4 separate regions of the Mus musculus genome follow, and regions 1, 2 and 3 are each linked to region 4. A link is a contact called in public HiChIP or PLAC-seq data. All regions are on one chromosome and are shown on one strand. The core of a region is the stretch at or near the end of the contact, and the rest is flanking DNA. Distances in the headings are between cores, read along the strand shown.

What was found. HiChIP or PLAC-seq counts read pairs in DNA pulled down with a chosen protein or histone mark.
Region 1: a contact with region 4 is called in an H3K4me3 HiChIP or PLAC-seq map of embryonic stem cells, with 2.1 times the contacts expected there. The contact joins the enhancer-like site here to the promoter of Card19 in region 4. A contact is called at or near these places in 1 of 39 promoter capture datasets (embryonic stem cells), 4 of 115 datasets of contacts at active chromatin or transcription factors (embryonic stem cells, kidney and stem cell-derived neural progenitor cells) and 3 of 9 other capture datasets (adipose tissue, liver and pancreatic islet).
Region 2: an H3K4me3 HiChIP or PLAC-seq map of embryonic stem cells shows a contact between it and region 4, with 16 read pairs. The contact joins the promoter of Fam120aos here to the promoter of Card19 in region 4. A contact is called at or near these places in 11 of 39 promoter capture datasets (the C10 cell line, the HPC-7 cell line, cranial neural crest and 8 more), 3 of 484 Hi-C or Micro-C datasets (CD4 T cells, cardiomyocytes and myocytes), 10 of 115 datasets of contacts at active chromatin or transcription factors (the 230-238 cell line, acute myeloid leukemia, bone marrow-derived macrophages and 6 more) and 4 of 9 other capture datasets (adipose tissue, liver, macrophages and 1 more).
Region 3: an H3K27ac HiChIP or PLAC-seq map of microglia shows a contact between it and region 4, with 5 times the contacts expected there. The contact joins the enhancer-like site here to the promoter of Card19 in region 4. A contact is called at or near these places in 8 of 39 promoter capture datasets (the C10 cell line, the HPC-7 cell line, cranial neural crest and 3 more), 28 of 484 Hi-C or Micro-C datasets (B cells, the C10 cell line, CD4 T cells and 17 more), 10 of 115 datasets of contacts at active chromatin or transcription factors (the HPC-7 cell line, bone marrow-derived macrophages, embryonic midbrain and 5 more) and 3 of 9 other capture datasets (adipose tissue, liver and macrophages).

The regions. Positions count from the first base shown.
Region 1 is chr13:49,012,161-49,017,897 of GRCm38.p6, reverse strand. No RefSeq gene overlaps it. Among named protein-coding and RNA genes, the nearest start is that of Fam120aos, 47 kb to the right of the region's middle. Within about 2 kb of position 2,322, at least 145 of the 459 cell types and tissues checked have an H3K27ac peak or open chromatin away from gene starts, as enhancers often do. A contact at or near this core is called in adipose tissue, embryonic stem cells, kidney and 2 more, where this site is marked.
Region 2 is chr13:48,963,910-48,969,763 of GRCm38.p6, reverse strand. Fam120aos (family with sequence similarity 120A, opposite strand) reads right to left here and starts at 1,652. Exons shown (of 2, transcript NR_015601.1): 1 at 1,160-1,652; 2 at 1-826. Fam120a (family with sequence similarity 120, member A) reads left to right here and starts at 1,704. Exons shown (of 18, transcript NM_001033268.3): 1 at 1,704-2,409. The coding sequence starts at 1,936.
Region 3 is chr13:49,359,975-49,365,081 of GRCm38.p6, reverse strand. The region is part of intron 1 of Bicd2 (BICD cargo adaptor 2); the gene reads right to left. Among named protein-coding and RNA genes, the nearest start is that of Bicd2, 21 kb to the right of the region's middle. Within about 2 kb of position 2,116, at least 88 of the 459 cell types and tissues checked have an H3K27ac peak or open chromatin away from gene starts, as enhancers often do. A contact at or near this core is called in the P5424 cell line, adipose tissue, cardiomyocytes and 8 more, where this site is marked.
Region 4 is chr13:49,214,114-49,219,683 of GRCm38.p6, reverse strand. It overlaps Card19 (caspase recruitment domain family, member 19), which reads left to right and starts at 3,658. Exons shown (of 6, transcript NM_026738.2): 1 at 3,658-3,747. The coding sequence starts at 3,741.

The DNA of each region.
Region 1 (5,737 bases), core at 1,073-3,572, 200 kb after region 4:
TGTGGGTTTTTGAAACCTCAAAGCCCCTCCTACTCCCAGTGACACACCATCTCCAAAAAGGCCATTACCCCTAATCCTTCCCAAACAGTTCCACCAAGTGGGGATCAAATATACGAACATCTGAGCCTATGGAGGACATTCTCATTCGAATCACCACAGGAAGGAAGTACCCCACACTGAAAGACACCCCAGACCATATGTGGTGGTTCAAATATGCTTGGCCCAGGGAGTGGCACTATTTGGAAGTGTGGCCTTATTGGAATAGGTGTGGCCTTGCTGGAGAAAGCATCTTACTGTGGGGGTGAGCAATGAGACCCTCCTCCTACTCATGTGGGAGCCAGTCTTCTCCTAGCAGCCTTCAGTTGAAGATGTAGAACTTTTGGCCCCTCCTACACCATGCCTGCCTAGATGCTGCCATGCTCCCACCTTGAAGATAAGGGACTAAGCCTCTAAACCTATAAGCCAGCCCCAATTAAATGTTATGCTTACAAGAGTTGCATTGGTCATGGTGTCTGTTCATAGCTGTAAAACCCTAACTAAGACGGTATAGTAAAAAGAAATCTTATTTATAGACATTATGTTTTCAGGCCAATTATAGATCCTCAAACTTTTTTTTTTTCTGGTGGGAGAAAAAAAATAATTCTATGCTTAAAGTATATAAATTAGGGGCTGGAGAGATGGCTCTGCGGTTAAGAGCACTGACTGCTCTTCCAGAGGTCCTGAGTTCAAATCCCAGGAACCACATGGTGGCTCACAACCACCCGTAATGAAATCTGATGCCCTCTTCTGGTGTGTCTGAAGACAGCTACAGTGTACTTACATATAATAATAAATAAATCATTTATTTAAAAAGTATAAAAATTAGCTGAGAAATTAGCTAAGCATGTTCATGCTTTTAATCCCAGCTCTCAGGAGGCACAGGTAGCCAGATTTCTGTGAGTTCAGGGCTACATAGTGAGACTGTCTCAAAAAAAAAAAAAAAAAAAAAAAAGGAAAAGAAGAAAGGATAATATTAAAGATAGGTTAATTTAAAAGATAGGTTTTTAGAGTTGAACTAAATGATTATTCATTTTAATGTATACAAGAAGACTCATTCATGAGTTAGCCTCTGCTCCCTTTCTTATTTGTTGCCCCAAATGCAAGCTGTGTAGCTGACACGTGACTTCACAGTTGGTGGCACTTGGAAAAATAAGCCAAGCCTGCTGAGCGATCCAGGCATGACAGCTTCAAGCTGTAAACCATGTATATCCCAGACACAAGAGAACCAGGGCTGCCTCAGGCTCTGAGCTTGCTGACTGAGAGGCCCTCAAGGGTGGTGGGCAGGGAGGGGACTCATGGGTTGAGGCTGCGGGCATCACTAATGCAGCGGCTGGCGTATCCCCAGAAGCGGGGGCAGGGCAGGCACCAAGACTAAGCTGGCCTGGAAACTGGCCCACCAGATGGAAAGCGCGCGTCACACCGCGCCTCTCCCGGACTAAAGGCTCTTTATTCACAAGACAGCCTGGCACTAGGAACACCGTATTCATTTTCTTGTAGCTGCCCCGTCACACGTGCCAAGAGAGAATTCATGTCTCACAGCACGCAGACTGCCATGTCTTCGTGTTTAATTTTCTTCCAAATTCCCTCGCCTCCTGTATCTGGACAGCCAGGAGAGCCCCTGGAGGCGATGCTTTAAGAACGTGCACTTGACAGAGAGACACATTTCCCCTTCGCGTATGAAGGTAGAGTGCTTTGCGTCCTTCCTCTTCAAAGCGGAGATCCATTTCTACAGTGTGCTGTGCCAGCAAAAGCCGCGCTTTTAATACAACGAAATCCCTCCCTCCCCCCCAAAAGCACTCTGAGCTCTGGAAAAAGGAATGATTCTACCACCAGTGAGCCACACAGGCACCGTGTGTTTCACACAGAAGGCTCCAAGGCCTGCAGCACAAATACCACCTCCTTGAGCGTTTCCAGTTAAGGACTCGAACAACTCGAACCCTACGGGCCTCAGCTGCAAAAAAAAAAAAAAAAAAAAAAAAGCAACTGTCTGGGCTGGAGATACAGTTCACCAGTTAGGATGCTTTGCTGTTCTTGTAGTTCTGGGTTTGGGTCCCTGGCATCCACATCTGTAACACACAGCCAATGAACACAAGCACGCACGGAGCCCAGACACAGAGGAACACGTACGTACACAAACAAAAGAATTATTAAAATGACCAACAACATGTGGATGAACAGTGAGAAGATTTCAAGCAGAATAATTTGCATGTAGCTCACAGCTGCTACGTGCAGTACGGTCTGCGGGAAGCCCGGTCCATCCCAGGCAGTGGAACCTCCTGGTGGTGGAGTTTAGAGGGAGAAAGTTAGGTCGTTGAGGGGCGGGCCTTTGAAGGGGATGTTGAGACACTCCTGCACCTCCCCCACTCTCTCCTCAGCTGCCAGAAGGTGAACAGGCCTCCTCTGTGTTACCGGCTAGAGGTCTCGATCAGGTTCATTTTCTATACCAGTTAAAAAACTAGCCGGAAGGAAAAGTGTTAGCGTTTTGTCTAAGCTCCGCCCCACAGTTATCTGGCAACAGCCAGGTGTGCCTGACTCACTATAAAAGGGGCTGCTTGCCCTCTCCTCTCTTTCTTGCTCATGTCTTCTTGCTCCCACTCTGTCCTTTCCCCTTTCCCCTCTCTCCATTCTCTTACCTACCCTTTCTCTCCACGTGCTCATGGCCCGCCTCTTCTCCTCTCCTCCCCTCCCTTCTCCTTCCTTCCTTCCTTCCTTCTCCTCTCCTCCCCTCTCCTCTTTTCTCTTCTCTCTCTCTCTCTCTCTCTCTCTCTCCCCCTCCCTCTCTCCCTCCCTCCCCTTCCCCTCCCTGTCTCTCTCCGTCTGTCTGTCTTTCTCTGTCTCTACTACCCTCTCAACTCCCCTCCCCATGCCCTGAATAAACTCTATACTATACCTTGGTGTGGCTGGTCCCTCAGGGGGAAGGGATGCCTCAGCATGGGTCTGCAGAGGCACCCCCTTCCCCCACACCTGACTACACCTCTCCAAAACATATTCCTTCTCTCTTTATCTTTTTATAAACACAATAGAAAGACCTCAAGTGCAGCAGGTAGCAATGGGGGAAACCTCGGGCACAGCAGAAAGAAGAGGCTCTGCAAAGCGGGGGTGGGGGGTGGGGGTGGGGGCTAGCTTGGGAAGCAGAAGTCCAGTGTCCCGGTGAGGGCTGTGCTTTTCAGGGTCTTCCCTCCCAATTTGGGGTTGGACAAAGACAGGGAGGCTGATAGGCCCACCAGTTTAGGGTAAACACATCCTGGTCTAGCCTTGGACTTGTCAGACCAGTCCACATGGTGGATGGGCAGGGGGCCCTACTAGCAGGGAAAAGCTCTCCAGGCCTTTGTTTGAATCTGCCAGGCTCTTGCCATAGGTCAGGAAGTTGAAGAAGGAGCCTGCCATATTGGAAGCCCACTGTTTTTATTAACTAGTCATGGCCTCTTTTCCTGTCTGTCTGTCTGTCAGGGAATCTGCCTAACTCCAGGGTCTTCAGCCTTCACACATGTCCAAAACCAGCAAAGCCAATCGACTATGAACTGAATCCCTAAAACCACAGGCCCAAATTATCTTTTTTAAGTTCTTTAACCCATGCATTTTTTTGTCACAGCAACAGGAAGTTAACACGCTATTCCCAAAGAGTTAGGTGAACATAAGAAATACTTTTACTTACTTCATTTTAAATTTTTTGATAAAATTTGTAAACCCATAATTTTTAAAAGCCTGGCACACCCCTAAATACAAGAAAAGAGACTGAAAACTTAATGCACAACATAATCAGGTTTCTCAAAATACAAAGAGAAGATGTGAAACATCCCCCCCCACCCCCCCCATGAGAGTTCAAGCCCGCAGGAGCATTCACAACCACAGACTTTCCAAAGACAAAATGTAAGCAAGCAGGGAAGGGACAGCAGCTCAAGCAGCGAAGGGTTACACTGTCAACGCAGGAGTCAACGCTGAGAGCAAGTGTTGTTCAGGAACCAAGGGGTGAGCCTGCTCTGGTGGCACAGGTATGTGACCCCAGTGGACAGGAGGGTGACCCCAGCGGACAGGAGGACCAGGTGTTCCAGACCAGCCTGGGCTATACAGTGAGTCTTCTCTGGAAAGCAAGGACTGAGGCTGGTTGGAGTTCATTGAGAGTATTTGCCCAGCCCCAAACTGGATCCTCCGGCACTCTAAGAAACAGAATAACAAAAGAACAAAGGTAGGACTTCCTGTTTCGGGTCACCACTCTTTACTAACAAGTAGTGGGGAAAGTAGTTTCTTTTGTATCCACTTCAATGGAGGTTGCAAGGCAAGTGAGTATGGGAGAGGGCAGACACAGCACACAGGAGCTAAGGCTCGTCATCACATTGGAATGGCCACCTGTAAGGAAACCAGACAGTCACTGGCTTTCTGGAATGTGTCACTGTGGGTGAGTTGAGAATGGCAGCTTTGTGGACCCACACTTGAAGCCATCTCCCTGCTGGGACACTGTAGTGTCTCATTGTAAATCTCAGAAGGGGGAAAAATCCTCAAGCAGAAAAGAGGAAGGGAGCCATTGAAAACTATGGCAGGGTCTGTTCTTAACAAGCTAGGCTCAGGAGCCACTCTAAACCACATGGTGGCTTGCCAAGAATAGAGGCCGCTCATGAAACTGTCTTTGCTACAATTATACTGATCGTCATGGAACAAAAGAAATCCTTTTATACAAAGAAGTTAAAAAAATATTTTTTTTCAAATTCCTGTGGTTTGATTTAGAAATAACACATTCTGTTTCTTTGTTTCATATATATCAGAGCAAAACTGGTAACTAATACAATGTTTTGACGTTTGTTTTAGGATGTTTTAATACAAATATCCAGGGACGAGTTCTTTAATTGAGTACATCTGAGAAACAGGCTGTTCAGCCATGCATTTGGACTGTCTGTCAGTGCTGGAGAAGTCTGGGCAAAAGGCCCTTCAGTAAGTGGTCCTCCAGGGATGCTGCTGAGGGATGAAGCTGGGGACTCTGGGTCTCTGCCCTGGGAGCATCAGCCTGGACTTGGCACCTCAGGTGAGACAGTTGAGGGAGGAAGCTAGAGCTGAGAATTCTCCTTCCCCAGGCCAGGATCAGGGCTGGCAAGATGGCTCTCAAGAGAAGGAGCCTCCTGGGGGCACTGCACCCAGATATGCATGCAAGCAAAACAGCCATAGACATATAATAAAAATAAATCTTTTTTTTAATACCACTTGCTTTCTATCCCTCTGAAGACCAACTGCCCCTGTGCCTATTAACCTAGAGAGACTCATTAACGACATGGCCTCTGCTCAGCTGATCCATTCCTGGCATGTGATGAGACTACCAAGGAGCCACAATGGGGATCCAACCTAAGATGTCTATCAATTAATGACAATATTGTTTACACATAGTAAAATACTTCTCAGCCATTAAAAATAAGAGAAGTTGCTGGGCTTGACTTTCAGGGCAGCCAGGACTGTGTACAGAAACTTCTCAAAAAACAAAGCTGGGCATAGTGGCCTCATCTATGTGAGTTCAAGGCAAACCTGATCTACCTAGTTCCAGGACAGCCAGAGGTTTGTTTAGTGAGAACCCTCAACCTCCTTCTCTCCCCGCCCCCACCCCCAAAGAGAGAATTCTGTCATTTGTGACAACGTGGATGAATCTGAAGAACAAATCACATTAGGTAAAATAAGGCAAGCCCAGGAAGACAAGTATGATCCAATCTTACTTATC
Region 2 (5,854 bases), core at 403-2,902, 250 kb after region 4:
AAAGCCAAGGCTCTCTTAAGGAGAGTGATACTTTCTTTTAGAAGGATCACCATCCTACGGTCTTAAAATAAAATGTATGCTTAATTCCAAAATCATGGGTGCTAGCACAAAAGCTTTCTCCCCTCTCCCTTTTTAAAATAAATAAATAAAAGCAGTAATGTTTAAAAGAAATAAAAAACAGGCCAGGCAGTCAGGATGGCAAAGGGCTAGCCCAAGCAGGCCAGCAAACAAGAAACCACAACAAAAATAAACACAAACCTAAACAAGTGAATGAAATATATATGGAATGTAATCTTGTTAAGAAAATACAAGTGATTCATGTGCAATCTTGTATACTAGCTGTGAATTACATAAAACTTGATTATTTTGGGGGATGTTATTATTTAGTGAGGCTTTAAGTGTAATCTTAATTTCTAAATGACATGGAATTACTTACTCTGGGATTAAGTTTTCTACTCAGCTAGGCGGACTAGTGGCCTCATCACTAATTTTATACATAAGTGGCATAACGTATCGGGTTTAAAAAAATTAAGGAAAATCCATCAAGGCCCTAAGCGCATTTCATCTGTCTACATCACAGGAGCCTGTGTTTGAGATTGGTGGAAGAATGGGGTGTTATGATCACAGTTCATTGTATACACGCATGAAACTGTCAAAGAATAAAAATAGTCTTTAAAAGAAAAAAAAATTAAAAGAAACTATAGAATTCAGTTTGCCTATTCTCGAAGACTCTGATGGGGGGCTTTGAGTCTGCATGAACTTGGTGTTCTGTGCGATGGATGGGTCACTCCTGTGTCCAGTGCACCCCGCTCCAGCAGCGGCTTGTCTAGAAAAAGAACAGATGAAAAATTGAAGGTAAGCAAAAAAACAAAACAAAACAAACAAAAAAAACCGCTCCTTTTTCTTGGGGGAAGGGGGAGCGGGAGGCGGGTTTCATGTAGCCCAGGCTGGCTTCCAATTGGATGGAATGACCTTGAACTTCTCTGATCCTCTACTCTCCACTTCAGAATGCTGGGATTACGGCCTAAGCAACACGCGGGAATCGAACCCTGGGCGATCGAAGATCCCAGACAAGCACTGTGCCAACTGAGCTACGTGCCCAGGTCCCCAGCGGACAGCTTCTCCTTCAGAACGTTTGGTCCTGGCTCAGCATACGTACCGTCGGCGCCTGGGTTTAGCCGGACCCTCGCAGCCCGAGCCCCTGGAGGCAGCGCACGTCCGCTCGTCTCCGGAGGGCGGCGCACGCCGGGGAGGCTTGCCCCTCTCGGGGAGTCTCCTCAGCCGGGTCCCGACACCAGGCCGTGAAGCCGCCGTCCCGTCCCGGGAGCGACGCCATCTTGTCGCCGCCGTCCTCCTCCGCGGCTCGCGCTCCCGGGCTCCAGGCTCCCCCTAACCCCGCCGCGCGACACACGCGGCGGAGGAGGAGCGCTGGCTGCCGGCCACGCCTACCGGGCCCGCAGCCGCGAGCGGGGCGGAGCCAGCCTCGGAGGCCGCGGCCTCCGGGCGCGGCCTGCACGGGCCCAGGCGCCTCCCCGAACCCGCCCGGCTGCGGCCCCCTAAAGGGCCCGACAAGCCGAGTAGCGCTCCGCCTTCTCCGCCCCGCCGCCGCCGCCCCGGGAGCCCGGCCGCGGCCCCGGCGCCGCCTCTTCCGCCTCCCGCGTCCGCGCGGGCGGGCCCGACGTCAGCGCCGCCCCGCCCGGCCCAGCTTCGGCCTCGGCCTCGCAGAGCGCGGCGGCGGCGCAGGTCCCTCCCCAGACATGGCCCTGGGAGGCGGCAGCACATGGCGGCCGCGGCGGCCGTGAGCGCGCCCCCGGCCAGCCCCAGCCAGCCCTGAGGCTGCCCGCGCCCGCCGGCCGCGCCACGGCCCTGCCGCCCCCAGCCCCGCCGCCGCCGGCCCCGCCGCCGCCCGCGCGCGCGCGCCCCGCCGCCGCCGCCATGGGCGTGCAGGGCTTCCAGGACTACATCGAGAAGCACTGTCCGAGCGCCGTGGTGCCGGTGGAGCTGCAGAAGCTGGCCCGGGGCAGCCTGGTGGGCGGCGGGCGGCAGCGGCCCCCGCAGACCCCGCTGCGCCTGCTGGTGGATGCCGACAACTGCCTGCATCGCCTGTACGGTGGCTTCTACACCGACTGGGTGAGCGGCGGCCAGTGGAACCACATGCTCGGCTACCTGGCGGCTCTGGCCAAGGCCTGCTTCGGAGGCAACATCGAGCTCTTCGTCTTCTTCAATGGCGCGCTCGAGAAGGCCCGGCTGCACGAGTGGGTCAAGCGGCAGGGCAACGAGCGCCAGACAGCGCAGCAGATCGTCAGCCATGTCCAGAACAAGGGCACGCCACCGCCCAAGGTCTGGTTCCTGCCTCCGGTCTGTATGGCCCACTGCATCCGCCTGGCGCTCATCCGCTTCCACGTCAAGGTGCGGCTGCAGCCGGTTCGCCGGGGTCTCCCAGGGCTGGGGCTGGGGTCTCTTTGGGCCTGAGTCAGGATCGGGCCTGGTGCCCTTTGGACCGATTCCCTTCGGGTTTGGGTCAGGGTTGGGGTCTGGGGTCACTTGGACAGGAGTCACAGTTGGGCTACAGGCCTCTTCGCGCTTCGGGCTGGGCCTGGGATTGCTTGGGTAGCGATCAGAGTTGAGTCTGAGGTTCCTTGGCCCAGGGGTTTGGGGCTTGGCCTAGGGTCTTTTTGGGCTTGGATTTGGGTTGGACTTGGGAGGTCTCTTAGGTCACTGTCAGCGCTGAACTAGTTCCGGGAAGCCCAGCCTAGCCCAGAGTGAGTCCTGGGTGCCCCTGCCCGTGGAAGGCCTCAGCAGGCTTCAGTGTCTCTCAGGGCCCCTCTCGGGACATAGCGTGTCACCATGCCCAGGCTTGATGCAAGCTAGGCAGAGGGGCCCTAGAGCAAGATGGATGCCCGGGCCTTTAGGCCTGGTGTGGTTGAAGTCTACCCACCACATTCCTCCCTACTCTCTGGCCTCTGTGGGCCCATAGACTTGTTCATATGACACTTGAGGCTGGTGGATAGACCCTCACCCAAAGTGGGATCGGTGGTGTCGTCTCCCACATCCTCAGTCTTTCTCCTCCCCTGAGAGGCCGACAGGCTACCCACTGGCCTTATCCTTAAGCATATACCCATCTGTCGAAATTAACCCACTCTTTCCCAGCAACAGGTTTATCTTGGAAGTCTGGAGAATAAATAATGAGAGTATATTGCCAGGACCTTAGGCACAGGAAGCTGAAAACAGAGCCTCCAAAGCTGTGGGAGAGGAAGGAACCTTGTTATAAACCAGGGCTGATCTCTTAATTCTCAAGGCAGATGCCCTGCTCTTCTACCTTTGAAAATGAGATGTTTGGAGAAATTGTCTATGGTAACGTTTTGGTTTTAGATTTCATGGTACTGTGAATTTGATGAGATGGGCTCTTGTCAGTTCTCTGAGTTTTAAAGTGGTTCAGTTCTGTATGTCTACTATGAAGGTAGCAATTAGGACCAGGAAGAAGAATTTGGGGGTCGTTTGGCATAGGCAGGAGCTTGTGAGAGCTGTTTTTCTGCTGCACAGGAAGTGTTGAGTGACCTTCACTAGCCCTGATTGGTGGGTAAGGAGGGAGAGCTCCACATGTTAGCCCTCTGCTGTCCCGTTGGCAGAAGGTTCTGCAGCCAGAATTGGGCCAGAGAACTTAAGGGCTCCGAGGTTGATTGAGAGCCGAGCACCTAACTGATCCTCAACTTTGAATAGCTTTGCATTTTCATGATTTTTTTTTTAAACACTTCTTTGGGGAGGGGTGAGGCTGTTTGAGTTTTTAAGACTTGCTACTGTCTTCCAACTTGCTCTTTTCTTTGGAAACTGAGCTTGAGTTACAACTTTTAGCATGTCTCCCTCTTCCTGACCATCCCTGCTGGCAGTGGTGATGGTGGTAGTTAAGCCTAAAATGATTGCGGAAGTCCCACCCAGGGTCCTGTTGCAATTGGTGAAGTTGTGTTTAAGTGTGTGGGTGGGGGTGGCTGGATGCCTGGTGATTGGCCCAGGAATATGGCAGATACACAGCCTGACATTTCTTAGGGAGTTCGTGTGAGAGGCAGTGTGTGCCTCTCACTTTTTCTCTGTAGCCTGGGGCTCTCAGAGGGGGAAAGCAAAGCTGTTGCTCTGTGATCTACCTCTAGTGGACAGCCTGGAAATGGACCTGCTTTAGTGTTGCTTAGTGATGGGAAGTAACATCTAAGACACAAAAAGAGTTTTATTTTACCTGCTTTTGCTAACTGCACAGGGCTGTATTTTTAGTCAGCAGAGACATTCAATAAAAGATTGAATATTACTTCAGATTAGAGTCTCCTCTGTCTGTCCTTGTCTCTATATCTGTTGTGTGTGTGTGCACTCCTGAGACAGTGTTGCCTTTCCTGCCTGCTCTGTCTCTCAGCCTTCTCTAGTCTTTGTAGATGCAATTCTAGCAATCCTGGCTGTCCACTTTCTCAACTCTGAGGAGAGGTGAAAAAGATAGTTTGCTGGAGGCAGGAGCTCCATTAATAGCAAAAGGTGGCACCAGAGAGAAGATGTGAAGCTGTAAAAAGCAGAGACAGAATTCTGGGAACTATTTTAAAACAAGAGAGCAGTCCTGTGTACTTCAGCATCCCTGAGGGTAGTGCAGTATCACAAGGGTGATTTGCGGGCCTGGGCGATGGCTTTGTGGTTAGGGCACATGCTTTTGCAGAGGGCCCACATGATTCCCAGCACCCACGTGGTGGCTCCTGATCATCTAATACTCCAGCTCCAGGGCATCTGAAGCCCTCCTCTGACTTCCACAGCACCAGACGGGAAAGTGGCACAGGTGCATACAAGCAAGCAGAACATTCTCACACATTAAACTAAAGATAGTGTTTAAAGTAATGATTGTGTATGTTTTAAAAAGGATGATTTTGGAGTCATAAAAATTATCTTCGGTGGTCTCTGTTTAAGAAAGTGTATGTTTCAATGTGTGTGTCTGTGTGTTGGATTTTTAAATGTTTTCTGGAGGCTCACAGATACTTAACCAGTGATGCACTATCACTATCTTCCAGAATGGGCGAGCAGCTGGAATTGGGTGGTCCTTATTTTATTTATAATGTTTCTGGGTGTTCTGCCTGCATTATGTCTGTGCACCTCTTTTGTGCCTGGTGCCTTGAAAGGTCAGAATAAGACGTTGGATTTCCTGGAATCGGAGTTACAGATTGTTGTGAGCTACCGTGTGGTTGCTGGGAATTGAACTCAGGTCCTCCGGAGGAGCTAGTGCTCTTCCAGGGCCAATTGGTATCTTCTTAATGAAACTTTATTCCCATAGACACTGGTGTTGGGCCTGAGAATGTTTGCCCCACATGTGTGAAGTCTAGGGGTCCATGCCCAGCACTGCAAAAACTGGACATAGTGGCACACACCTCTAGTCTCAGTACTCAGAACGTAGGGTAGGAGGAGCAGAAGTTCAGAGCTATCCTTGCCTGCGTAGCCTGGTAGTGGCCATCCTAGGCTCCATGAGAACTTGCCTTAGGAAAAAACCCACCACCTTCACCCACAAAACAACGAGCAGTTGTGGAGGTGGCTCAGTACTGGCAGTGCCTGCTGTACAGAAAGAGGGTCTAAAGTAGAACCCCAACACCCACAGAAAAAGCTGAGTATTGCACTGTGTAGCTCCAACCACAGTGCTGGTAGGGTGACAAGATCCCCATGGCTTGCTGACCAGTAAGTTCCATGTGAAGACACCCGTCAACCCCTGGCTTCCACACAGCATGTGTGTATTCACATGCACACACATGCATCACACGTGTATACATACATGCAAGCCAAGTTCTCAAAGTGTCAGGTGGATACCAAACTGTTCTCTGTTACAGTGACGATAACATTT
Region 3 (5,107 bases), core at 867-3,366, 150 kb before region 4:
CACAGGCTCCTGACCTACCTCCTGCCTACTGCTCTCAAGTTGCCCAGGTTCAGCAAGACCCAACAGGGCCAGAAAAGCTGGAGCATGAGGTCATGGCCAGCCAGGCGCCTACAAGAGGAACACGGCCCATGTTTGCTTCTGGCCAACACATAGCCCCCTGGGATGCTGGCTTCAAGGTCAGCCACACCCATGTAGCTATGGTGCAATCCTCTGTGCCTACAAGGAACCAGGCCAATCATGACTTCAGCAGCTGGATCATCCTTAGCTAAGATGGGAGAAGAGAAGCTCTGGGTAGGAAGAGAAATCATAGCAGCCCTAAGGGGCAAATTTCAAAACCAAGCATGGTGTGCCTCAGGTGCTCAGCATGAGCAATGGTATGGGGGGCTAATAGTTAGGGGTGAGGAAGACAAAAAGCCCAGTCAGGAAGGGCAGCTGAAACTATATCCCTGGAAGGAGGCTGGGGCAGGTGAGGCAGCAAGGGACAGTCTTGTGTCTATGACAAGGGCTTAATGCCTGCTATCCACAGAATCTACCAGATGACTGAAGCCATAAAACAGGAATGCCCTAAGCATTAGACCATTTCATGGTGCCATGGGGTAGGGTTGGGGGTGGGGTTGCACAAGCACCTACTTTGCACACAAAAACTGAGGCAAGACAGAGCTTAGTGCTTTACCACAGGTGCTTGGTCTGGTTGCATTGTAGGATGGTATAACACTGAGGGAGGGCTGATGGGACAGGGCTTTGGGGTCACATCTAAAACATGTGTCTATCCTGAAAGCCAGACAGCATAGCAAGAGAGAACAGACCCTGGGTACATGTGGGAGCACACAAACCCACCTGTGCTCACTACTACCATCTCAGGAAGGACAAAGAACATCATTTGCTGCTCAGTTGATCTACCTCTGAAATATGCTACAACACTGCAAACTGGGGACCATGTTGGGCACAGATGAGTGTCCCTCAGCTTCCTCACCTATAACCTGGGTTAGTAATGCCTCCAGCCTGAGGTCATACCTGAGTTAAGAATACCTTTTAGTCTAAGCTTGCTGCTGAGAGGATTTAGAATCGAGAGTTCCCTCATCAGAGATGAAGCAGCCTCTCTGTCCCTTGAGCCCCACTCAGTCCTCAATAACAGAAGCCTTCAAACACAAATTCAGGGAATCATTCTGCCTTTCCTGGTCGCCCAAATGGAAACATAATGTCTGACTCAAGACAAAGAACTCATGCCCGGACCACTGCCTGCACACTGAGTGCTCCCCAGCCACTGCCTGCATGCTGGGTGCTCCCCAGACCACTGTCGGCACTCAGAGTGCTCCCTGGACCACTGTCTGCATGCTGAGTGCTCCCGGGCTCCCAATCCCAAGGATACAGAATGAGGGCAGCACAGTGCAGGCCAGGAGTCAGACCAGCCCATGACAGTTGCTCAGGTTCTCAACACAGAGAACAGAAGCTGAGAATCAATGTGAGGAGCAACAGAGATATGGCCTGGCAGGCACGTCCTATGATTTTAAAAACATAAGGATCTCTGTGGCCCTTACTATGGCATGCCTCCAGAAGTTTCAAGACACTGAAGGTCATCTAATAGGCTGGTACCAATAAAATTTTATTGCAACATCAAGTTGTTTCCCAAAGAAAGGGTTTGCTGAAACCCAAACTAGGCAGCAGTCCCATCCTCCCATGGCCAGGACACCTGTAAAGTTTCCCACTGTACCAACAACCCTGACCAACTCTCAAGCATTCCTTCCCATGATTTGTTGTAGAAAATCTAAGTTTATCCAGGCAAGGATACATCCCCAATCCTGTGCTTGGTACAGAATGGGAAACAGGCAGCTGGTCAGAACTTTGTTAGAAAACTAGGCTACAAGGCTAATTCCTAAGGCTGGGTGTGAGGATGTCCAGCCCTGTGCTGAGAGAACATGGGTACCAAGCCAAGGTTATCCACGACTAGCCTACTAATGAAAAGGATGAGAACTTAGAGGATCAGCCCAAATTAGTGCCTACTCCTCTTCAGTTTTCCTCACACTTGGCCAGGTTCTATGGAACCCACAAGGTTCCTGCTCTACAGTCACCCAGAAGGGCAGCTTGGCTCCCTGCCAATGCCTACTGATCTTTTCTTCACCAACAAAGGAAAGCCCCAACTACTCAGCACTATCCAGAGAGTAATGTGAACATCTCACTGTGAGAGCTACTCATCTGTGCAAGCAGTACAGACTGACCCTTCAAACAGAACACACGGAGGGCCTGAGAAGAGGTGTAACCAGAACTGAACTCAAGCCCTCTCCCCTGACACACACTATCCACGGGGGCCTGGGTCCCTGGAGAAGGCCTATGCTAACAAGTCAGGGAAGAGTCCTCCAGGCAGGGCTATCCCACAGAATTCTGACTAAACCAGTTTGATCATATGATGCAGCAGGCACAACGCTTGACAACCCAGGGGAGCTGGCGGCCTCTACAATCTAATGAGACGAAGGCTTGTTCCAGGAAGCAGATTCCACAACAAAGCCATGATCCTCCAACCCTTTGTCTGGGCTGATCCAGCACCGCCTACCCACAGACTGTGGGTTCCACACTTGTCCCAAAAGGGCCACCACGCCTGCATCGGGCTAGGCTTGGAATCCCAGGAATCCCTAAGCTGGACCAGCTGCCCATCCTGGCACGCCTGCTGGGCAGGGCCCCTTCTACCACCTGCTGAAATGGGGATGCTGTTTGGTTCTTGGTGAGGGCTACAAAAGCAAAGAAGGTATGCCTCTCATCTGCCCCCACCCCCACTCGGAACGAATGGGGACACAAGGGCAGTCCCACCACAGCACCCATCTTTCTATTTAGGCTTGTTAAAAATGCCTACAGGCTGGTACATGCATTCTATCAACCTTTACCATGCCTGGCCTCTCATGGGTACCAACGGTGAAACGTGTACAGTATCGGGATCCCTAGGGCACAGCTGGTCAAAGACACTGACAGACTGAAGGATTCACCACCCACTCACATATACAAGCCAGTGGGCTACTACAAAGAGGAATCCAATGTCTTAAACACCTGGAGAAGAGCTGAGGTGGACAGGAAAAACCCACATGGGCCTGAGAAGTGCCATTAGGATCGGCCTGTGAGCCTGGCTCCATCCTGTGCAGCTCTATGTGGCCGCTCAGAGTCAAGATTACCAGGATTCCACAGGACACCAAATGGCATCAAAGCTTATTAAATTCAAGATGGTGCTCTGGATATTAAGCTGACAGAAATGCAAGCTCAACACCATTCATTTAGAGCTAAAGAACTTACAGCATTAAGAGATTAAATCTATAATCAACAGTTGATTAAACCTATGTTGACTGGAAGAGGCTAGTATACACCATGTAAAATTGTCAAGTAGGTAGATGGACCATCAGGGACCTCTCCAGCAGGACGGACATAATCTTCTTCCCAAACAGCCGTTTGTAAGGAAAACTATCAGAAAGAGTGATCTGAAATAGGAAGACACTGCTAGCACGTTTGTGTGCTGCAGAACAAAATACAGTTTTCATGTTTTTTATAAATCTAAAACGTCTGAAAAATAAATGCACCAGAAAACTGACTACGCCAGCATGTACCCAAACATACAAAAATTGAAAAATAATCTCTTAAATTAGTCTGTACTAGAAAAGGCATACAGGACCAAACAACAGGAAACAGTAAATAAAAAATAGAAACATCTTATCAACACTCAGAATGGCTGGCTGTCCAGCAGGACTGTGCAGGGGAAGGGCTGCCACTAAAAATAAACACTAATGATAAAAAGAGCTGCTCCCTGACTCTGAACAAAGTAGCAAGCCAAAGCCTCACTCGGCAGAGATGGACACAGAAAACAAAACACAAAGCAACCATGTTAGCTTAGTGTTGAAGACTACTGTGTGGTTAGTCTGACAATGTGCAACCCAAACTCAGGAGCTGATCACTGACTGGTCAGTGACAACTGCAGCCACTTGAGAGTTGAGTTCCCACATACATGGCTCCACCTCCCTTCCTTAGGTAAGCCACACAGCAGGACTTGGGCCCGGGACTCCCTGGGCTCCACTCAAATGGGGCACTGACAGGATTGCAACAGATCTTCCCTCCCAAATAGCAGGTGCTCAGTAACCACGCTGATCACAGAAGTCACAGCTCAGCAAACCCAATGCACAGAGTCTGCTTTATGAACTATTCAGTCCCAGAAGAACATGCCCTGAACTCAAATGTGGGATAAGCAAAGTGTGAATTCAGTGTGTGCTAAGAAACAAGACAGGCCAAGAAGCTACACGTCAGAAGGTGGAGTATCGACTGCCACGCATAAACTAATTACTTAAAGGAATTGAAAAAGGGATTCCCCGGAATGAATTAAAAGATAAATAAATTTTAAAAAATCATCAAAGTAGATTGTACAGTTAGGAATATATAATTTTAAAAATTACACTTATAACCTTTACCTCAAAGTACATACTCCACAGATGCCAGTTTGAGTAAAAATGACATTTATTCAGTAAAAATTATAAACACGGTAACAAGAAAGGCTAAGGATTAGTAAAGGAAGATTATCTCTCAATATCATGCAAAGTTCTTTTCATATAGTCACCATAGGTACAGCACCTTGGATCCTTTGATGATTTCTTAAGACTGTGAAGAAATTTATCTAGAAAATTCTGCAACCAAAATCTCCCTGTCCATTAATTATTTTTTTATTTGTTTTTGTTTTATGGAGTCAGGGTGTCCTGTATCCCAGACTGGCTTTGCAGGACTCTGGATTTCCTGATCCTCCTGTTCCCACCTCCTGGCTCCTGGGTGCTGCACACTAATCCTGACTGATGTGGAACTGAAGATGGAACTAGGGTTTTGTGCACTACAGAAGCATTCTACCAACTGGGCTACAACCTCAGGAGCCACACGTGCCACACATTGTAAAGATATGGCCCATCTATGAACACCCATCTTTTGGATTCAGTGAGACTGAACTCAGTGATTTTTTTTTTGGGGGGGGGGGATACATTTACAGTTAGTTGTATGACAACTATCATTAACTTTACACTAACACCCCTCTTCAGGAAAAAACACTGTTCCCATCAGCTATAACTCTCCAGGTCCACTTTCCCAGAGTCAGACA
Region 4 (5,570 bases), core at 2,409-4,908:
GGCTGCCATGTAAAGTGCAGCTGTGGGGACAGGAGAGGAAAAGAAGCCAGTGAGGAAGTAGCTGCCACCATCCAGGTTAGAAATGAAACGGCGACCACAGAGGTGGGAAATGGGCTGGATATCTGGAAGAGAGAGCTAACAGATGAGGAAGGGGCACGGAAGGGGCTAGGTATAAGGAGGGGGTGGTGAAAAGTGGGGCTGGCTTCACTTTTCTGGTACAAATTACCCTAAAGAGAATGAGCGTCTCTGTGCAACTTTTAAAGTTTCTTGCTCTCATACAGCAGACTCTCCTCAAAATCACTCTTCCTGCCCCAGCTCTCCGAGTTCTGGGATCATGCTTATTTTCTGATATTTGTCATGGTTACAGAATGGGACTGCCAGGATGAGATCTTGACACTGACTCTTGCTTGACCAAACTTTAGTTGGGTTCCTAGGCTAACTACATCTCCTTGTTAAGTTTAGATTGAACAAACGCCCCCCTGTGTGAGATTACCACCCTCCCTCTATATAGGATGGAGTTCCTCCTCCACACTGTCTTCCTATGCGTCTGACCACCTTGGCCTGCCCTCAGCAAGACTACGGGAGGTCACCGTCTCAGCCTGCTTTCTCTGGCTGTAACTGTTTACCGCAGATGAGATAGCTGGTGTTCATGTCTGGGTAGCTTAGTTTACATATTGGGAGCATGGAGCCAGTGTCTTCAAGACATCTGACAAGGGTCTTTCTGCTGGACAGCTCAGTGGAGGACATAGTGAGAAGCAGTAAGCTTTCCTTCATTACAAAGCCATTCCTCATACCCCACTAATCCCCTAATCCATTAGTTCACAGATGGATGAATCCATTGGTGAGGGCAGAGCCTTAATCACCTCCTGTCAGTCTAACCTGGTCACACCTCATTTGTGGATTAAACCGAATGTGTTTGAGCCGTGAAACTCAAACCCTCACAGTTAGGCTAGCCAGAATCTCCCTTACACTTTGTGTGTTTGTGTGTGTGCATACTTGAGTGTGCACAAGATGTGGCTGGTGCGTGTAGAGACCAGAATTTGCAGTTCGGATTTTTATATGGGTACGGTGGATTTGAACTCAGTTCTTCAAGACTTGTGGAGCAGGCAGACTTATCTCCCCAGTCCCATCACTCTAGATGTTGCCTTCCTTTTTATTTTGTGATACAGTCTCATCTCTCCCAGCTAACCTTAAACAATGTAGCCAAGGAAAACTTTGAATTTCTCCTCTACCTGCCTCTGCCTCCTGAATACTTGGATCACAGGTTTGTGCTGCCATGACTAGTTTATTTGGTGTTGGAGTTCTATCTAACCCAGAGCTTCATATACGTTAGGCGAGCAAGTAAGCACTCCACCAACTAAGTCTCTCAGTTTTGTATCTGCCAGGCCTCCACACACCTATTCCTTGGCTATAAACCCCATACTGCTTTTACTATATTCAAAATAGAGCCAGGTTATCTTCTGAGCCTAGCTTTTATTCTTTCCCTTTACTACAATGGTCATAAGTACTGGTCCAACAGGCTGTGACTTCTGACCAGCTCAATTGTCTATGCCAGTGAAGGCTCCCAGCTGCTTTGCAGGAGGTGGGGTCCAACATCAGCTGGCCTTTCCACATTCAAATGTCAACAGGTCCTGCCAGCAGGCAAGCAGCAACCTGTGCCCCTTAGGGAAGAGGAGGAATACCCAGGGCCTATCCCTAGATCTGGGGTCTACCTTGCATCTCTTGTAGATCCTGGAGTGGACATTGGGTGTGTTTTGTAGCCCCGTGTGTCCCTGTAGCTGTCCTGTCTCAGACTAAGGTCTTCTCTCCCTGCAGGCTTGAGGTAGGGGGAAGGGGACTCCTATATGGTCTAGGATGTAGAATCTCTGTGAACTTGAGTGTTGTCCTTGGATCAAATGTTGCACAGACTCTGGAGTGCCAAGAAGCAGGTAGCCTGCAGTTGGGAGGCTACCTCAGACTGCTAAAGGGGGTGAGGGCCTCAGTTTCTCTCATGGGACCAAGTAAGGTCCTCAGGTTCAGAGGAAGATACAAAGGTGGAATGCTGGCCTTCCTGATGAGGAGTCTGGCAAGGGATGCCTAAAAATGCATGATTCAGGAAGTCCTCAGTCTCACCCCACTGCTAGAACACAGTGATGGGTGTGCAATAATTGGAGCCCTTCAGAATGGTCCCAATGGGGTCTGTGCAGGGTTCCTGCAAGATGTAGCCCTTGGATCTAGCCCAGACTGGCCCAGGCACACATGTAGGTCAGGTACATAGTACCTATACCCTGCTCTGGAACAAAGTCTGTCCATGCTGTCTGTCCCCTCTGCAGGCACAGATTAGTGCTGAGGACAGCTGCCTGCTGACTCTGCATTTGCCTGGCCGGTGGGGAACCTGAGCAAACCTCGCTTTCTGCAGTTTTTAGCAAGGGGCAGGAATGTATTGATCAATACCACTGGGTCCAAGAGTTTGGAGCTCTAAGTGACCTTGTAAGTCAATCTCCAGATTCCTTTCGAGCCTCTCACTCCCAAGATGAGAGGTTGCAGCACTGGGGAGGACAGAGACAGACACGGAGGGCTCAGGGACCCAGGGGGTTCCTGGACTGTCCGGGAAGTGCATCCAGACCTGGGGCCTCCATTCCTGGTCTTGGTCCTGGTCTGGTTCCAATATCTCAAGTTACAGCTCTAAAGTGTGCCAGACTAGCCGCACCAGCGGAGAAGCAAAATCTGGTGCCTGCTGCCATTGCTGGCTGTGAGGGTCCTGCCTCCCCGACCCTCGCAGATCTCCATTTCCTAGCTGGGCCTGGGCTTGGGGCCTTCCTGTGGTTGGTACCAGAGCTTGAAGAGCCAGGCCTATGTACAACAGAAGGGAAACAAGTTGGGAGGCAGAAAGATTTATCACCTGAGGCCACACATTTTACAGTTAGGAAAATTGAGGCTCGGTCAGACTACATGACTTCCTTAACTAGGCGGCAATGCCAGCCATTTGTCCTCTGTGTAAATGGGGGACTTGGTAGAACGAGGACCCACTAAGTTCTCTGTTAAGTCTCAATTCATCACTGTCCGGTCGAGGCCCTGTGGACTTCCGTTCGGTCCCTGGTTGCCAATGAACTCCCACCAGCCTTTTATGCCAGACTTGACCTCCTATGTGACCTTGGGTAATTCTCGTCTCTTTTAAGACTCGGTTTCTTCATCCAGGAGATGGGAGTGGGGTGGCCAGAGCGTAGCAGCAGAAAATTGAACTGAGAAGTTCACAATAACCTCCTAACCTCCGCAAAAAGCAGGCACAAGACCGGGAGGAGGGGCAGGGCATAGGCGAAGGGACGCCGACCCGGGTAGCTATTGGAGAGGCTGTGAATGGGGCGAGCCTTGAGCCGGGACGTGGCTTGAGTTCTCTGGTCCAGACAAGGACTTGGGTACTGAGTTTCTCCGCTAGGTCACTTATGCTAGCTGGAGCGGGACTCCCGGCGTCGCTACAGGAGAAGCTCCTCAGGGGCCGAGCTCTCTGCTGCGCGTAGTATAGAGTTAGGGAAGTTGTTTAGAGCCCGAGCCGCCCCACGGCTGACGCGTCTCCAGTGCGAAGTACAGAAAGGGGCGTGGCTAATCGGAGGGAGGGGCTTGGGGGCTAAGATGTCGTCGCTGGGCGGGACCTATAGGGAAGAGGCGGGGCTTAGGGCCAGGCCTGCGGGCGGCGGTCACCGGAGCCCTCGCGCCGGGCGGCGGACAGCCGAGGACGACGGGGCGGCGCCGTGTCCTCCGCCATGACAGGTGGGCGCGGGTCCAGGAGGGCGACGGGAGCCGTGTGACCTTGGCGTCAGCTGGCGCCGGCGACGCGGGCGTAAGAGGCGCGCGGCGGCGGGGTGTCCCGGGCTCTGCGCGACGGGCCGGGGGCGCCAGGGGTCTCGGGTGCTGAGTGGGGGGCCGTCGCGGGTCGAGGAGGAAGAGCAGCAGGTGAGCGCTCTCCCGGTGCACTGCACCGGCTGCGCCTGCGGAACGGGCGGTGTCCCGGGACGGGATGGATCTGAGAGAGGGAAATGGTGCTCCTCGCCAGTCTGCTGAGACTTTAGAGCGCCGCTTGCACACAACCCCCTTGGAGGCGGGACCGGCGCTGCAAACCTGGGTAGCTTGTAGTACCAGGGAGACGCCCGTGTTTCCCGCTCTAGATGGGTCTAGAGAATTCGGACCCAACAACTGGATCCCTCTTCTCCAGGATGGCTTGGTTGCCCCAGCCCAACCCTTTTGCTCTGGGGACTCACCCACTTTATTCCTGATCCCAGAGGGACACAGTGACATTGCTGTGCTAAGTTCTCTCGGTAAAAGATCCGATGAGAGGATGAGTCAGCGAGGGACCCCTGCTGCCTTAGAGCCTAGGGAACGTGATAGCTACCAGATGCACTTTTTTTCTGGGAGTCTCTTGTACTTCATATGGCAGAGTTCACCTGGGATAGCCCAGAGAGATGAGGTAACCCCAGAAATCCCAGGGGTCTCTAAACTGGAGTCAGCGTTGGGCATGCACAAAAATAAGACCTCATAGGTTGCAACCTGGTGACTTCTAGAACAGGTTAGAGGAGACCCCATCTTCCAGGCCCTTCTTGTTTGGAGCTGCAATTTCTGAGCATTATGTGTAGAGCCCCTAATATACACTCTTGTTCAGAATAGCCATTTGGGGGCAGAAGGAATATTCTCATGTCTGTGTAGGAATGGGAAGATAAAATCTCAGGTTGGGTAAGTGCCCCCAGACCACCCTGCTGGTCAGTGGTAGGAGCAGAATGGGAGCCTTGGCCTCAGCCTCTGGTTTCCCAGATCCTCTAGTAAGTTCATCAGGATGTGTGGGACAGATCTCGCCTGTGCTGGCCTCCAAGGGCCCATTGTAGAGACAGGATACCCATGGAAAATGAGACATCCCACCTCCAGGAGAACAGGTAGTTGTGGGGGTGGAGAACTTTTAGCTGGAAGGACACAGGCAGGCCTTGATTGTGGCAATAATACGCTTTCCTCTCTGCAGTCTACTTGCTGGCGCTTTGACACTTCTAAGCATCCCACCTTTTTCTAGTGGGAGATGGAGACTGAAAAGCAGAAGTCTGAGAGGGTTGGATGGGCAGCCCTGGGGCGACAGATCCCTTGTTCATTCTTGGCTCAGTGCCCTGGTGCACCAGCTGAGGGTCTGCCATACACATTAGTCTTTGTTGCCTCTGAGTGTGAGTGTGAGTGTGTGTGTGTGTGTGTGTGTGTGAGAGAGAGAGAGAGAGAGAGAGAGAGAGAGAAAGTGTGTGTGTTTGGTGGTGATAGATACTGAGAGTTGTGTCTTCACAGAATAGGCAGTATAGTATGGAGCGAGTGATCTAAGCCAAACCAAGTACTATGACAAGAACTTATGGGAGTGGTTCAGAGGGGAGTCGATGCTCAAGTTCTGGACCCCAGGAGAATTGTGAATTCTTGGAAGGGGGCTAAATAAACTGGGCATAAATCAATCACATCTTCCCAGCCTGCTGCATGGGTCCTGGCTCTAGTGAGCTGCAGACAGAAGGCTCTGGGACCCTAGGAGCAGAGTAAGGGCAGGTGGGACCAGCTGCTTCAGGGTCCCAAATGCC